2 separate regions of the Ovis aries genome follow, and region 1 is linked to region 2. The links are chromatin contacts, called in public Hi-C maps. All regions are on one chromosome and are shown on one strand. The core of a region is the stretch at or near the end of the contact, and the rest is flanking DNA. Distances in the headings are between cores, read along the strand shown.

Region 1 (2,753 bases), core at 228-2,727, 380 kb before region 2:
GAAAATAAAGAGAACACAACAGGAGTTTTATTAGGCTAAAAAATATCAAACAAAGGCTCATATAAACAACTCTTATGATCAGATAATGAAAACAAATGTAAAGTAAAAGATGGGCTTCTCAGGTGCTCAGTGGTAAAGAATCCATCTGCCAATGCAGGAGACATGGGTTTGATCCCTGAGTTGGGAAGATCACCCAGAGAAGGAAATGGAAACCTACTCCAGCATTCTTGCCTGGGAAATCCCATGAACAGAGCCTGGAGGTCTACAGCCCATGTGGTCACAAAAGAGTCAGACGCGACTTAGCAACTAATCAACAACAACAAAGTAGAAGACCTACGGGGCAAGTATGTAATTTTATACGGAAAAAAAAAGGGGGAAATGTAATTGTTGAACTTTCTGTTTTAAGAATTATACCATAGTTGCAATTACAGCTAAAAATATTTTTGATACAAAATATATATACATATATACATAATTTTGAGTTTTGGCTTTTAAGATCAAATTCCAAAATTTCCCTGATATTTGCTATTACATTTTACTTTCCATTTAAGTTGGTTCACTTTAGGTGATCCTTCTTCTCCAGTATAATTATCTTCATACTACAGCCCTCCTCTGGAAGATCCTGACCACCTGAAGCAAAAGCAGAACTACAAGGCAGCCTAAATATCTTTCCCACTCTCACTGTGTTCCCACACTTGCCTTTCACAGACCTGGTTGATTCTGTATCAAAGTGTCCAAAGACCTTCTTCACCTCTGACAACTACAATTGACTTGCAAAAAGTGGAGACTAGAAGGTATATAAAGAAAGTCTGAAAGCAGAAGCAACAGGCCCTCCTAGATCTATACTCAGATCCCACTGCTATTAGAATAAAATTCCAATTTTCAGAGCTCATCAGACCCTGAGAAATCTGGCCCCCGCCTGCCTCTTCATCTTAAACCTCTTTCAGTCTCTTCACTTGGTTATCTCTGGTCCTCAAACTTGCTAAACCTCCTCATACCCTGTGGCCTTCACATGTTTCTGAAATGTTTATCTCCAGTTCTTTCCATCTGATCCACAAGTATCAGTATAAGTGACTTTTCCCATCAGCCTATTCAAAGTACCTTCAATACAGATACTTAGTAGACATTGAAAAACTATTTGTTAAATGGATGAACAATGGATAGATGGATGAAAGGGTGAGTAAATGGATGGTTGGATAGATGGAGCTAATTTGTGCGGGAGAGTCTTTTGAGATCTACTGTCAATCGCCATCATTCCCTAAGGCCATTTTCCAAGCAATTGTTCCTTTCCTTTGGATCATTTGAGATTGAATCAGTGAATCCAGAGCTAGGCAGGAAAGAGCCTGATTAAGGTCGCTGCATCAACCCCCAGGGATGGTTCCCTGTCATCCATTTTCTCATGCTCTGTGTCAAGTCTTGCCTCCAGCCCCTCCAATGGCAAAGCTTCCCTTACCTCCCCAGGGGCATGTCCACACACTCTCCCCATTGTGAAATCTGTCCTGATTTTCCCAGCCTAAATTCCTCTCTGCTTAACTGCGCCCCATTACTCACAGCTCTCTCCCTCTGGACCACAACCAACGACAGCTCTGGAACTCACATTCTCTTCCTGGCTTTCCACAACTTCCCAGTTCCACTCCCTAACCCTTGATGAAACAGCATGGCGTGAGACCATGGAGAAGGGTTCACACAAATGTTCAGAATTAGAATTTGGTCAACACCAGTCTCACCGCTCCCCCATCTCCCTCTCTCATCCATCATTCCCTCCCCTTCCCTCCCCTAGCCTGCACAGAACCAATCTGGCTTTATTTTCGCATTACACAATTCTTTCAAAACATAATCCTATGCTTGAATAGAAACGTCAAGTTTCTGGAAGGCCATACAAGAGTTGTTAGTGATGGTGGCTTCTGGGAAAGGGAAGGTTGTCGAGGAAAAAGATTTTGTTGTTGTTGTTGATACCTTCTGCATTTTTCACTGTGCACATATAACTATTTTTTCAATTGTGGTATGATACACATAACAGAAGTTTCCATTTTAACCGTCTTTAAATGTAGAGTTCAACCACTCCCACCATGGAAACAATGTTTTTCAGTAAATTTTTAAATTAAATGTTTATAATGTAGCTCTTGATCAAATGGATACATGAGACAAAGAAAACAGGAAAGAAGGTGCTCTGCCTGGCATGAGCCACTGGAAACAAAGATTAATGTCACTTAGCCATTTTTGATGTATTAAAAACTTTAAAATACAGGGAGAGAGACACTTCATAAAACATAAAAGGAGAAAAGGAAAAAAATGCAAAAATTTTGAAAACTACAGTTACACACACACACACGCATTATTTATAATTATGGTGGGCCAAAAATAAGCATGTGCATATTCAATGAAGTATAGGGAACAGACATCTTAACAAAACAGAATTATGGCTATCACAGCAGTCTGTGAGAAAAATTATTAGCTTTATTACTCGAAAAGTAGTTTGAATAGGAGTCTTCCAGCTGTTCAATCTGATCATCAGAACATTGCCAATTTTCTCTGCCACAGAGTCTTTCTGTGCAGTGGGTAACTTGTTGCAATTAAGGGATTTTTTCACTTCTTAATAATTCTCAGATTTGGAATGTTTTTCTGGTAAGTAACCATCTAAGTGGTATCACACTCCACTCCTCTGATATAATTTTGTAACTTGCTGGAAGTGACAAAGACTGCCACACGTGAAGACGGTGATTTGTGTGTCTCGAGTAGCTGTACTCAAAGTT
Region 2 (2,700 bases), core at 171-2,670:
AGGCTACGTTGGTAATGTGGCTCTTAGAAAGAAGCTTCCGAGTTTGGAGTCAGGGCACTAGGGAGGGGGTAGAGGGGGCCAGCTGGCAGCCTGACGACTGCACTCAACGTACCCCGAAGGGAGTACCATGGCTTGGGGGGTAAAAAATCTCCCGTGTTGGACGTCGCCACTGCCTGTCTCGGATACCGAGAGCGCTCGGAACTCTGCGCGTGGCCCCAAAGGAACGGAATCCCCAGAGGTGGAAGGGTGTTATCTCTCTCTCCAGTACCTAGAGGAGCGAGGCGCACACCCCAGGCCAGCGCACCCTTCTCAGCGCCCTTGGCGCACCTGCGCACTTTACTCTCACTATTCATTTTCCTGACACCGAGCGCCTCTTTCTCTTCTTTCATTCTTTTTCTTAGAGCCCCCGCCTCTCATCCCAGGAGGCTGCTCCTCCTTCCCCCTCCTTCAGTTCCCCCTCAGTCTCTTCCTTCCTCTGCGTCTCTCTCTCCCTCTCCCTTTTTCCCTTCAAGTCGCACCCGCCTTGTAATCAGCAACAAAAGCTGACATAAATCACCGGCGGATTGACAAGAGCTGACAAATAACTGATTGATTGCGGTCGAGGAACATTGACAATTGATGGAGGGGTGGAGATGCCCAGAGAACTCGGGAGGGGGGCGCGGGTAGAAGAGAGGGTGGCAAAGGAGAGTAAGAATTGCGGGGGGGTGCTGAGTGTGAAACAGAGGAAACATGTGACCCCCCTCCTGCCCCAATCTGCGCATCTCCGGGCGTCACGTGGCCGGGAAGGGCGGGGAACCTAGCTTAGAGCCGAGACTTGCCTCCTCCGCCTCCGCTGCCCACCTAGCTTCTGGTTTCTCTGCCGCCGAATCCCGGGAAATCAAAGCGGGCGGGCGGACTTCCTCCAACACCCGCTCCCCACCTTTCCTTACCCAGGCGGCTGCACCGCAGGAGATTTCAATTACTGAGGCGGGGGAGAGAATACTTGGGGGTGTGGACCTCCGTGGCGGCCCTGGAGTTGACAGTCCGGCCGTTGTCCAGACTCCTGCTAGTGCTCCTTCTGAACACGCTCAAACTGTTCCTTGCAAGCACCCTCCTGCAAAAGAAGGTTTCAGTTTATTCTCCAGCTGGGGAAAAGGACGACGAGGAAGAAAAGAGAGGGAGGCGGCAGATAGCAAACGTAGAATAAATGTCCAGCTCGTCCTCCGAGCGAAATCTAGGGAGGGGACACGCAGGGGGAGCGGCAAAGAGGGAGCTGCCCATTAAAACCAGCGCTGAGAGTCCTGGCGGCGGCGGCGGCGGCGCGGGACGCGTCACATCCCCTTGACCCTCCAATCACCTCGGGCTCCCATTTGATTGGAAGGCGGCAAAGGCTTTAATCTCCCCCTCGGTGCAGCTGCTTTTGAAGTGAGTTTCCTCGCCAGAGCCCCGGCTGGACAGGCAGCGGCTCACATCGCGGAGAGCAGCGCCAGCGCCGGGCCGCGAGTGCGCAGCGCAGGGGCACAGCCCAAGGCCGACACGGCTAGCCACCCGGCACTCCCGCAGTCGGGCCGGCTCCTCCCGCTCGGCCGCGGCTCCGCTGCGGGCCACCCAGGATTATTCGCTTGTGGCTCCAGGCGCCAAGAAGGCGCGCTGGGCGCCTGTGACCGCCGAGCCAGCTCCACCTCCTCCTGCTGCTCCTGCTCCCCGGGCGAGAGCGCAGCCCGGAGCCCGCCCCGCGCCTCCTGGAGCCCTCCCCCCGCTGCTCCCATGCGCGCGGGTGGGTCATGAGCACAGCGCCCTCGCTTTCTGCCTTAAGAAGCAGTAAGCACAGCGGCGGCGGCGGCGGCGGCGGCGGCAGTGCGGACCCTGCCTGGACCAGCGCGCTCTCTGGAAATAGCTCCGGCCCCGGCCCAGGCTCGTCCCCGGCCGGCAGCACCAAGCCTTTTGTGCACGCTGTGCCCCCCTCTGACCCCCTCCGCCAGGCTAACCGCCTGCCCATCAAGGTGCTGAAGATGCTGACGGCACGGACTGGCCACATTTTGCACCCTGAGTACCTGCAGCCCCTGCCTTCCACTCCCGTCAGCCCCATAGAGGTAAGGACCCTATCCCCGGATCGCGCTGGGACCACCACTCTGGCTGCCCCTCCACGGGATTTCTTTCTCTTGTGATCTGCAGGGGGTGAAGGTGGGGGGATCGGAGTGATTCAGCTCCGGGATGAGGGGAGAGGATCGTGCTCCCGCACCTTAAAACTAGGGCGGAAAGAGGGGAGGAGGTAGAATGGGGTGTGAATGCTAGGAGCCAAGGCAATCAAAACTTGTTTCTTCCATTGGTGTTAAAGCCCCTACCTCGACCCAGGCCCCCTCACTCTCAGGCCAGAAGACAGACGGGAGTCCAAAATACGGTTCCAAAGTCCCGGTCCTCCGGTTTCCCAGAAGCTGGTATTTGTACACAGCCTCTAAGGCGCCAACGACCCGAGCCCTTACTCTGAAGTATTAGAGGTGGGGGTGGGGAGTACAGTTCTGGGTCAAAGAATCAGAAACCAAAACATTTTTCGAGTTTGTTTTTTTTTTTTTTCCAATCCAGTTATCGCTTAGAGAGGACAGGAAAGATCCTGGTGGCGGGGCTGGGGGTGGGGTGGGGGTGCTGTGGCCTTTCTCAAGAAAGAGAATGTGTGTGTAGAAGGGATGTCTCCTAGATTTGCGCCTCGGGGCTGGAAGGATC

Evidence for each region. Hi-C and Micro-C count contacts between places; a contact is called where the count stands out from the background.
Region 1: a contact with region 2 is called in a Hi-C map of tail adipose tissue, with 2.2 times the contacts expected there. The contact joins the enhancer-like site here to the promoter of ZNF503 in region 2. A contact is called at or near these places in 2 of 16 Hi-C or Micro-C datasets (skin fibroblasts and tail adipose tissue).

What each region holds. Positions count from the first base shown.
Region 1 is chr25:30,731,410-30,734,162 of ARS-UI_Ramb_v3.0, reverse strand. The region is part of intron 2 of LRMDA (leucine rich melanocyte differentiation associated); the gene reads right to left. Among named protein-coding and RNA genes, the nearest start is that of TRNAG-CCC, 310 kb to the right of the region's middle. Within about 2 kb of position 1,477, at least 4 of the 54 cell types and tissues checked have an H3K27ac peak or open chromatin away from gene starts, as enhancers often do. A contact at or near this core is called in tail adipose tissue, where this site is marked.
Region 2 is chr25:30,348,460-30,351,159 of ARS-UI_Ramb_v3.0, reverse strand. It overlaps ZNF503 (zinc finger protein 503), which reads left to right and starts at 1,420. Exons shown (of 2, transcript XM_027962213.2): 1 at 1,420-2,072. The coding sequence starts at 1,764. LOC114110806 (putative uncharacterized protein encoded by ZNF503-AS2) reads right to left here and starts at 1,675. Exons shown (of 4, transcript XR_006058018.2): 1 at 1,337-1,675; 2 at 930-1,093.